Linked DNA regions of Sus scrofa: region 2 is linked to region 1. Evidence: chromatin contacts called from public Hi-C data. All regions are on one chromosome and are shown on one strand. Each heading gives the region's core, a stretch centred on a gene start, on an enhancer-like site or on the middle of the called end of the contact. The rest is flanking DNA. Distances are from core to core; before and after follow the strand shown.

Region 1 (5,477 bases), core at 1,770-4,269:
GAACCTCCATATGCAGCAGGTGCTGCCCTAAAAAGACAAAAAAAAAAAAAAAAAAAAAAAAGTTTGCATGTGTGAGTTCCACTCCTGGACCACGTGATTGGGTAGGAGATTCTGATGTATCCTAACATTCATGGCACACTGGCTGGGGGCAGGCACCATTTGTACCAATGACATACCCCAGCTTTAGAGCTCCAGGACTCTGAAAGCTCTGGAGACCCTCTGCTACCCTGTTTCTGCACGCAGCTCTGAGGAGCTCAGGCAGGCTCCACCCTAAAGCGGGCGGCATGGGTGGGCTAGGTCCAGAGACAGATCCCTGTATATCACAGCTGATGCACAACCGAGTATTCTTGTTAAAATTTCTGGAGGCCCAGAATTAACCTTGGGTCCCTGGGGAACATCTTACTTTTAGAGTCTTTAAAATCAGAAAAATTTGATTGGAAAAAGCTACTTTTTTCATGCCTTATCTTACCTTATGGATCAGAGAAGCCTTGTCACTGTCTTCTCCTTTTTTTTTTTTTTTTTTTTTTTGCTTTTTAGGGCAGCACCTGCAGTATATGGCAGTTCCCAGGCTAGGAGTCAAATTGGAGCTGTAGCCTCCAGCCTACACCACAGCCACAGCAACTCGGGATCCGAGCCTCGTCTGGGACCTGCATCACAGCTCACGGAAAAGCTGGATCCTTAACCCACTGAGCGAGGCCAGGGGTTGAACCCGAGTTCTCATGGATATTATTTGAGTTCGTTAACCACTGAGCCACAGCGGGAACTCCAAGCCTTGTTTTCTTAAATCAAACTTTTCCATCTCTGGAAATGCCAAGCATAGTAAGTTCACAAGTGAGGTGATAATACAGAACACACTCTTGTGCTACTAAATGGGCAAAGTGCTGATGGGAAGACAGTCCCTAAATTCCAATAGTTTCCCATTTTTTTAGCTGCACATTTCCATAAACTGTTTCTATGATAGTCTTCCTGCCGCGCCTTATTTTCTTTCTCTCCAAAATAAAACAAAAGCAATGATTCAAATTCAAATGCATTTCTAAGTAACTTGGGTGAGGTCACCAGAATGAGTTTTGCTTTACACAATTTGAATCAGGTCAATCTGAAAAACAAGAGCAAGATTATGCAACTAAGATTGTGTGTGTGTGTGTGTGTTGAGGTAATTGGAACCATTTTAATGGAGTAGTGAGTGGTTAATAGAGAAACTAGTTGGTGAGACTTTTGTATCGAATTTGAACTTGCTATTTTTTAAAATTACTCAATGAATTTTTATTACATTTTATAGTTGTACAACAATCATCACAGCCAAATTTTATAGCATTTCCATCCCAAACACTCAATGCATTCCCCCCCATCCCCCAACCTGTCTCATTTGGGAACCATAAGTTTTTCTGAATTTGCGATTTCAACAAAGCCATTCTGAGCGCTTGTTGTGAGGACAACACTTACTTCAAGGGCATATATAAGTATTCTTTTCCCACATAGAATGCATGCTCCTTAAGGGAAGATCAAGATTACATCTTTCTTTCCTATCTCCTAAAAGAGGGGCAAAAAAGAAAGAAATGAGGGGGAATGAGGCAGGATTGAGGAAATAAGGGTCTAGCCCTTCGGGTTAAAGCAGTGTGTTTTTAGCACGATAAAAATGTCAGTCAGTGGAACTGGCTAGAGAGCTGGTCGTAGATATAAAAATACGGAATAATTACAGGAGTTCCCCTTGTGGCGCAGGGGAAACCGTGAGGATTCGGGTTCGATCTCTGGCCTCACTCAGTGGGTTACAGATTTGGAGTTGCCATGAGCTGTGGTGTAGGTCACAGACATGGCTCAGATCCCGAGTTTTTGTGGCTGTAGCATAGACTGCCGGCTACAACTCCAATCTGACCCCCAGCTTGGAAATTTCCATGTGCCGCAGGTAAGGCCTGAAAAAGCAAAGAAATAATTAAAGGATTAGGTAAGCATCATGAAGGGAAAGCAAGAATTAGTTAATAAACGGTTTTGTAATGCATTTAACCTGGCAGTTGACAATTGTTCCTTTTTTTTTTTTTTTTTAGCACCATGGCAGGAACTCCAACAATTGTTCCTTAAGCTTTTCTCTTTCCCTGTGCCAGTATTCAGAGACCCACTCTGGCCCCACACTGAAAGGAGCTGATCATCAAGTTGGCTACTTTGTTACAAGTGACCCATCCCCTGTGCCATGGCACTGAGGCTGACCTGGGAACCAACCTGGCTGAATTCTAGCGTGATGTGTATTTGCAAATTTACTAGACATCAACTCCTGGGAAACCAAAAGAGGGTAATTGCGTTTATGATCTGAAAGGACAGGGAGCATTTGGAAACCCTCAGCCACTCTGTTACTCTAGCGTCTAAGAGAGTAGCTGGCATCTAGCAGGTGCTGAACAAATGTTTGTGGACTAAATGACATATGTGTCCTTTTACTTTACGGGGGAGACCTCCGTGCTGCTGGCTGCGGCTGTTATCGCCTGAGCCCAGAGCTCCTTAAAGTATAAAGTCTTTACACCCAAGGTTCCCCTGGGAGCATTTCTCTGATATTTCCAGAGTGGAACCCTGGACCAAGAGGGGCGAGACTGAGGATTAAACAGAGCATATTCAAGACACAGGCAGAGACACTTCTAGCTTCCAAATGGCTGGCTGGCTGCTGCCTCTGGCAGCAAACACGGCCCTTTCCCCCAGGAATGGAACGGATGGCACAGACAATATTGAAAAGAAAAGGGAACGAGGCGTTCCCACTGTGGCACAGTGGGTTCAGAGGCACCTTGGAAGCGCTGGGAAGCAGTTTCAATCCCCAGCCTGGCATAGTGCATTAAAGATCTGGTGTTTCCCCAGCTATGGCATAGGTCACAACTATGGTTCAGATTCGATCCCTGGCCTGGGAGCTCCATAAGCTTCGGGCAGCCAAAAAATTAAAAAAAAAAAGAAAAAGAAAGAAAAAAAGTGGAATGAGCATTGGGCCCAGGGCCTTCCTTCCTCATGCTGGCTCAGCCAGCTGTCAGCAGGCGTTACGTCCTGTGTCTAACCAGAAAACTGTCTCCAGCCACTGCCTCTCTCCTGCCCTCCCCTCTGCCTGGAGTGGAAACCCAGCTTTCTTAGATCCCTGTTGTTGGAGCAAGGGGAATGGTGGACACGTGTGTGCCAAATGCCCAACGTTTTGGTTGATCCTGGCTTGGGAGAGATTATTTGCTGGTTGGGAGGGGGAGAGGAGACGGGGAAGAAAACTCAAGTCTCATTCTTTAGTGATGTGGAAATGTATTGCCATTGGCTCTTATTAGGTAGCTCTAAGCCAGTGATGAAAAAAATGTTTTCATTGGCAGGAGAACACTTTTTTTTTGGCTTTCTGCCATTTCTTGGGTCACTCCCTCGGCATATGGAGCTTCCCAGGCTAGAGGTCGAATCGGAGCTGTAGCTGCTGGCCTATGCCAGAGCCACAGCAACGCGAATCTGAGCCGCGTGTGCAACCTACACCACAGTTCACAGCAACGCCGGATCCTTAACCCACTGAGCAAGGCCAGGGATCGAACCCACAACCTCATGGTTCCGAGTCGGATTCGTTAACCACTGCGCCACGATGGGAACTCCAGCAAGAGAACACATTTTACAGCCACATCCATGCATGTCTGCTTTTGGGCAGACTGCAGAAACCTGTGGCTTCGGTCCCTCCTACTCCTCCGTCTAGGGAACCTACCAGTGGTTCAGGACCGAGCCCAGTGCCTGCGTTGAACATGAGGATTTTCTTGGCCACTCCGGTCCACACCGATTTTTCCATGATCTCAGCCTTGTTGCAGTTACCATCTTCACCACAGTCAGAGCAGACGTACTGTAACGTGAAAGAGGCTTAGGCGTTAGAACTTCTAATAATATGGTCCTTGCGTAGGCTCATGTGGTCATATGCTTTTGATAAAAGTGCAAATGTTGGACTTCCCGTTGTGGCACAGTGGAAATGAATCTGATGAGTAACCATGAGGACGCAGGTTCGATGCCTGGTCTCGCTTAGTGGGATAAAGATCCAGCATTGCCGTGAGCTGTGGTGTAGGTGGCAGATGTGGCTCCAATTAGACCCCTAGCCTGGGAACCTCCATATGCCGTGAATACAGCCCTAAAAGGCAAAATAAAATAAAATAAAATAGAATAAAATAAAATAAAAATTGCAAATGTTAAAATATTTTAACTGCCATGGGCATATTGTCTCCACCGACTTGCTTCCCCCTCCATCACTTTTCCCTCCAGCAGATGTGTGTCGATGGAGAGGCTCTGGCATTTGGGGGACTCCAGCTCTTTAAGAAGTTAAGTTAGAGCTATATTTGTTTGGAGTTCAATGGATCTGTGCATGTGGTTCACACATTTCTGTGTTGGTTATTCTCGGGTAAGAATTACTTCCAGGAATACTCGGGATGTCCTCGATACATACTCATCTGCCAGCACGAGTCCGATTGCAGTATCAGCGTGTCCCACTGCACCTGACACTGGAAGAGAAAAAAACAGAGTCCAAATGTGCAGAAACAGAAACTAGACTGGGGAAATTTTTTTTTTTTTTTGGTCTTTTTGCTATTTCTTGGGCCACTCCTGCGGCGTATGGAGGTTCCCAGGCTAGGGGTCGGGTCGAATCGGAGCTGTAGCTTCCGGCCTACGCCAGAGCCACAGCAAGGCGGGATCCGAGCCGCGTCTGCAACCTACACTACAGCTCACGGCAACGCTGGATCCTTAACCCACTGAGCAAGGGCAGGGACCGAACCCGCAACCTCATGGTTCCTAGTCGGATTCGTTAACCACTGCGTCACGACAGGAACTCCGGGAATGTTCTTTAATCCTTAGAGGTACAAAATTATAAATGGAATATTTGGTTCTGATTGACGTCCGCTCAAGACAGAAATTACCTTCAGCTTTGATCCCTGGCCTGGCTCAGTGGGTTAAGGATCCGGCGTTGCCGGGAGCTGTGGTGTAGTTGCAAAAGCGGTTTGGATCCTGTGTTTCTGTGGCTGTGGTGTAGGCCTGCAGCTGTTAGCTCCAATTCTACCCCTAGCCTGGGAAACTTCATATGCTACTGGTGCAGCCCTAAAAAAACAAAAAATAAAATAAAATGAGAATCAGGAATTCCTGTCATGGCACAGTAGGTTAAGAATCTGACTGCAGTGGCTCTGGTCACTTTGGTGATAAGGGTTCAATCCCCTGGCTGGTGCAGTGGGTTAAACATCCAGTGTTGCCATAGCTGTGGTGTAGGTCAAAGATGCGGCTGGGATTCAACTCCTGGCCTGGGAACTTCCACATGTTGTGGGTGTGGCCATAAAATTAGAAAAAGCGAATTGAGAATCAACTCAGAATAGAATTGACCAGAGTACTTGTGTGGATAGGGTACAAAACTGTAGCAATATTATAAACTGTGAAGTAGCATTTTTATGCTGCCAAGTTGCATTTTTATGCCTCCCAACATAAAAACTGATGGCGATCCCAACTGATTCCCACGGACCAGTCTC
Region 2 (5,450 bases), core at 716-3,215, 210 kb before region 1:
GAACTTACTCCTTGGCAATTACAGAACTCTTACTCTGTGCTAGATGCTTTAATTTTTTATTTATTTATTTTTTGGTATTAATGTGAGGTCATTTATTTTATCTTGGCAGCAATGTGCTAGATGCTTTAGACATTATTTTATTGTACCTCCCCCAACAGCTTATTAGGTAGAAATGATTATTATTCCTTTTTTTATGGTTTTTAGGGCTGCACCTGGGGCATATGGAAGGTCCCATGAGAGGCGTCCAATCAGAGCTGCAGCTGCCAGCCTACACCACAGCCACAGCAACACTGGATCCTTAACCCACGGAGCGAGGCCAAGGATCAAACCTGCATTCTCATGGATACTACTTGGGCTCGTTTCCACTGAGCCACATTGGAAACTCCAGGAGTCATATTATTTTGAATGCAAGTTAATGCTCCTTGATCCCCATGGGTTAGTATTCCATTGTGCCATTGTTTGGGTTTTAGTGTTAGCTTCACAGAATAAATATAGGAGAGACAAAAACAGACGAAAATATCCTAAGGAACGTGAAACAGTCACAAGGTCTTCATTTGAAGGTGTTCTTAGCCATGTTAGCTACAAACGCAGAAGGATCTCACTAGACATTTTCTGTTGTGATAAGAAATTAAAATAAACAGGCTACATTCGAATGAAGTTTTATTAGGAAAAATCCTGTCCTGCATACATGTTTGGAAATAAATGGTAGGGTTTTTTTTTCCCCCCTTCTACTTTTCTACCCATCGAGTTATTTGCTTTAGAATAAGCCTCTGTATTTAATAAGCTCCATTAGGAATACATCTGCCAAAGGGTATTAAGTCCTTGAGGGTTTATTATAAATCTTATATTTCTTGGCCACACTGACAGAAACCCAGCCCAGGAACCCCCCTCAACCCAATTCCTGAAGAACTTCACAATGTCAGTTAGTCATCCACATCAATGACTTCATCCAGTACCTGGCCGAAACTTCGCGATCATTCTGCATCAGAACTGTGTCTGAGCCACATCTTGAGAGGGAAGGAATCAGGAAAATTACAGGAGGACCCAGGCGTGGACATGAACCAGCTGAAAGTTTTCCGGGAACATTTGAAACATTCTTTTTACACTTGTGACAAGTGACATGGCTTTTCTTAATGAGCACATGCAGCCAAAAATCCCAGTTCATACGCTGGAAGGAAAACAGTCCCGCAAACAGGCTGCATGGCTCTGAGAAATGTTACCAGACCCAGATGCTAAGAGCTGGCTTCTAAACACCCTGTTCTTAGACCACCTGGGTGTGGTGTCCAGGCCTCACCCTCACCTCTAGAAAAATCTCAGGGCCACCACTCAGGGTGGCTTGTCAGCCACCAAGAGCAAGCAACACCGTTAGCTTGAAGGGAAATGCAATGCGAAGGCTTCTAGCAGAGGAACTATATAAAGAATAATATTTTCCACATGGCTGTATTAAAAAAAAGCTCATTTAAAAAAAAAAAAAACTTGCAACTGTTATGGGAAATTCCAAAGTAAATGTACTTAAAATCTGGTAAATATTTTGCTGGGAAATTCACACTTTAAAGAAACGATCTTTGAGACTCCTGGGGATAGAGGGCATTCACCTGACATATTTTCAAATCAAAATGGCTGCTCTAAAAACATATACCTTCCAAGGAAACAGAAGGAGCCCTCCTTCCTGTGCTGGGGACATTTACTGCACACTCACAGTCCCTTGCCTAGACGTCAGATGCCAGCTGGCTCGAGCCCTATTCCTATTGGCCAGAGGAGAAAACTGTTTTGCTTTGTTTTGTTTTTCAGATTGTGATGGTCTCATCTGTTCCTTATTTTTCCTCTTCTACCGGGATTTTGTTTACAAGGGTCCCAGAAACCACAGGGACCGTGGATCTCCTTCTTGGCAGGGTCTGCACCCTAAGGGGCCAAAGGCGGGGTGTTCAGAACAGCCGCCCGTCCTCACCAGTGACTCAGGCTCAGCAACTGCCGCTCAGACTGGAAAGGATCCGGCCTTGTCTAAGAAGCTGCAGAAACACACATGCAGCATTTCCACATGCACATTCTCCCTCATCACACAGAAGGTCTCTGTTTTGCAGGAGGCTCTCCAGTGGCTCCATCAGCCACCATTCTGCCAGTTCATTCTGATCTTCTCCTTTCCTCCCTAGGCTGCAGAAAGTCAAGGTCAGAGCAGCCTTACCAGTCCCCCCAAACCATTATTTTTTGGCAAGATGCTTTGATAGTGGAACGAATGCCTGCCAAAGGCAATCTGGAGCCCTTACCTAGACACCCACACATTTGAGAGCACACCTATGACTTTCCAAAATAGAAGCCAGGGGAGTTCCCATTGTGGCACAGCGGAAACAAATCTGACTAGGAACCATGAGGTTGAGGGTTCAATCCCTGGCCTTGCTCAGTGGGTCAAGGATCCAGCGTTGCTGTGAGCTGTGGTGTAGGTCGCAGATGTGGCTGGGATCCTGCATTGCTGTGGCTGTGGTGTAGGACAGCAGCTGTAGCTCTGATTCAACCCCTAGCCTGGGAACCTCCATGTGCCACTGGTGCGGTCCTAAAGAGAAGGAAAAAAAAAAAAAAAAAATAGAGGAGCCAGGGAGTTCCTGTAGTATCTCAGTGATAACGAACCCGACAGGTATCCATGAGGATTCTAGTTCCATCCCTGGCCTCGATCAGTGGGTTAAGGATCTGTCATTGCTGTGAGCTGTGGTGTAGATGGCAAACTCAGCTTGGATCCCCCATTGCTGTGGCTGTGGATGTGGCGTAGGCCAGCAGTTGCAGCGCCAACTGGACTCCTGGCCTGGGAACTCCCACATGCCACAGTGGTGGCCCTAAAAAGCAAAAAAAAAAAAAAAAAAAAAAGTCAACCACTTATTTTAAAACATTTGTGTTATAATCTCAGTTTTGTTGGGTTTTATTTGTTTGTTTTTGCCTTGCCAACATGTGGAAATTCCCGGAACAGGGATCGAACCCGTGCTGTAGCAATGACCCAAGCTGCTACAGACAACGCTGGATCCTTAGCCTGTTGCACCCCAAGGGAATTCCAATATTCTGATTATTTTTTAAAACAACTATAATTAATTGCAAATTCTGCTTCTCTTCTATTTCCCTTGTCTCCCCTCCCCCCCACCCTGCGATTTAATATTCTCATGCTCATGTACATTTTTGTCCTTTTATAATCATGATTTATATTCATAAACAAAATATAGTACAGTTCTACAAATTTTAGAAGTTTATAACATAGTATTATCTTAAATCACAGTATCATGGTGTTTGTTTTTATTTCCAGTTTTGGTTTTTTTACTCAAAATTGTGTTTTTGAAAATTATCCATTTTGATGCAGGCAGCTCAAGGTCAGTCATTTTAACTGCTGAAAGCTGCTCCACATTGTGAACATCTCACAGTGCCCGTATTTAATTTCCTATTGATGGGAGTTCCCGTCGTGGCTCAGTGGTTAACGAGCCTGACTAGTACCCATGAGGACGCAGGTTCCATCCCTGGCCCCACTCAGTGGGTTAAGGATCCGGCGTTGCCATAAGCTGTGGTGTAGGTCACAGACACGGCTCTGATCTGGTGTTCCTGTGGCTGTGACATAGGCCGGCAGCTACAGCTCCGATTAGACCCCTAGCCTGGGAACCTCCATATGCCAGGGGGTGCAGCTCTAAAAAGACCAAAAAATAAAAATAAAAATAAAACTTCCTTATTGGTGGGTATGTCAATTGTTTTTGTTTCTTCACAGTCACAGACAGTACTGGAATAAACATTGTTTGTCCCCTGGAACCCATGTGCAAAAATTTCACTGGGGTGTGTACCCAGAAGAATTACTGCGTGTGAGGGTAGGAATATTTTTAGCCTTGATATAAACTGCCAAATTGCTCTCTAAACCAGTCATATTTATTTGCACACTCCCCAGCCTTTCATAAGCAGTTCCACTAGTCCACAGCCCAGCTAATATGTATTATTCCCAGATATCTCAGTTTTGCTAATCTTTTTTTTTTTTTTTTTGTCTTTTTGCCATTTTCTTGGGTCGCTCCTGCGGCATATGGAGGTTCCCAGGCTAGGGGTTGAATCGGAGCTGCAGCCACTGGCCTACGCCAGAGCCACAGCAACGCGGGATCCCAGCCACGTCTGCAACCTATACCCCCAGCTCACAGCAACACAGGATCATTAACCCACTGAGCAAGGGCAGGGACCGAACCCGAAACCTCATGGTTCCTAGTCGGATTCCTTAACCACTGCGCCATAATGGGAACTCCCAGTTTTGCTAATCTTTAAAAATAAAATAAAATAAAATAAAATAACAAGCCCTGGCTGGTTTTATTAAAGACAAATTGTGCATGATTTCCTCTTCACCAGTCTGTCCTGGCATGCTTCTGATATCAGAATCACCTGGATCAATGGTAGCCACTGTGCATGCTGTGTAGTATTTTCCACATGCTGTGCCCAATTCAATATTATTGGCATCGCAGTGATGGACACCAGTTTTGGCCAACTGGCCATAATTCTATTTCTGTAATTCTATTTCAGATTTCCTCAGGGCTGGGCAGTTGTTGGCAAGGATGATCAGTTTCGCTTTGCCTTGTCGGATCATTTTCAGAGTCTGCTTGTACCCCAGCACCTACTTTCCATTTTTCATAATGAGCTGGAGCCAACAATTGATTGCCTCCAGCAAATTTTTTGTCTTCTTTTCGGCCACCATCTTCCTGCTTTAGGTGCGGGACACCCCCAACCAAAAGCAGACGTCAAGATGGCCAGGGAGCCAGAAAGGTAGGAGTCCCCACAATGCCAAGCTCTTTGCAATGGACAGTTTTGCTAATCTTCCATGCATTAACCGATATCTTATGACTGTGTTGTTTGCATCTCCCTTGTTATAAATGACATTGAGGAATTCCCATCGTGGCTCAGTGGTTAACAAATCCGACTAGGAACCATGAGGTTGTGGGTTTGATCCCTGGCCTCGCTCAGTGGGTTAAGGATCCGGAGTTTCCCTGAGCTGTGGTGTAGGTCGCAGATGCACCTTGGATCCCATGTTGCTGTGGCTCTGGCGTAGGCCGGTGGCTATAGCTCCGATTCAACCCCTAGCCTGGGAACCTCCATATGCCGAGGGAGTGGCCCCAAAAATGGCAAGAAAGGACAAAAAAAAATAAAATAAAATAAATGATATTGAAAACCTTGGCGTTTCTGTCTTGGCGCTGGGGAAACAAATCAAGTAGGAACCATGAGGTTGCAGGTTCATTCCTTGGCCTTGCTCAGTGGGTTAAGGATCTGGCGTTGCTGCAAGCTGCAGTGTAGGTCGAAGATACAGCTGGGATCCCACGTTGCTGTGGCTCTGGCATAGGCCAGCAGCTACAGCTCTGATTCGACCCCTAGCCTGGGAAGCTCCATGTGCCTCAGGTGTGGCCCTAAAAAGACAAAAAGACAGAAAAAAAAAAAAAGAAAGAAAGAAAATCTCTTCG

What was found. Hi-C and Micro-C count contacts between places; a contact is called where the count stands out from the background.
Region 2: a contact with region 1 is called in a Hi-C map of subcutaneous adipose tissue, with 2.0 times the contacts expected there. The contact joins two enhancer-like sites. A contact is called at or near these places in 1 of 5 promoter capture datasets (liver), 26 of 47 Hi-C or Micro-C datasets (alveolar macrophages, blood, brain and 13 more) and 2 of 2 datasets of contacts at active chromatin or transcription factors (alveolar macrophages and skeletal muscle).

The regions. Positions count from the first base shown.
Region 1 is chr8:40,732,788-40,738,264 of Sscrofa11.1, reverse strand. No RefSeq gene overlaps it. Among named protein-coding and RNA genes, the nearest start is that of CHIC2, 110 kb to the left of the region's middle. Within about 2 kb of position 3,019, at least 17 of the 83 cell types and tissues checked have an H3K27ac peak or open chromatin away from gene starts, as enhancers often do. A contact at or near this core is called in mesenteric adipose tissue and subcutaneous adipose tissue, where this site is marked.
Region 2 is chr8:40,937,661-40,943,110 of Sscrofa11.1, reverse strand. It overlaps the pseudogene LOC100739256. Among named protein-coding and RNA genes, the nearest start is that of PDGFRA, 26 kb to the left of the region's middle. Within about 2 kb of position 1,965, at least 14 of the 83 cell types and tissues checked have an H3K27ac peak or open chromatin away from gene starts, as enhancers often do. A contact at or near this core is called in mesenteric adipose tissue and subcutaneous adipose tissue, where this site is marked.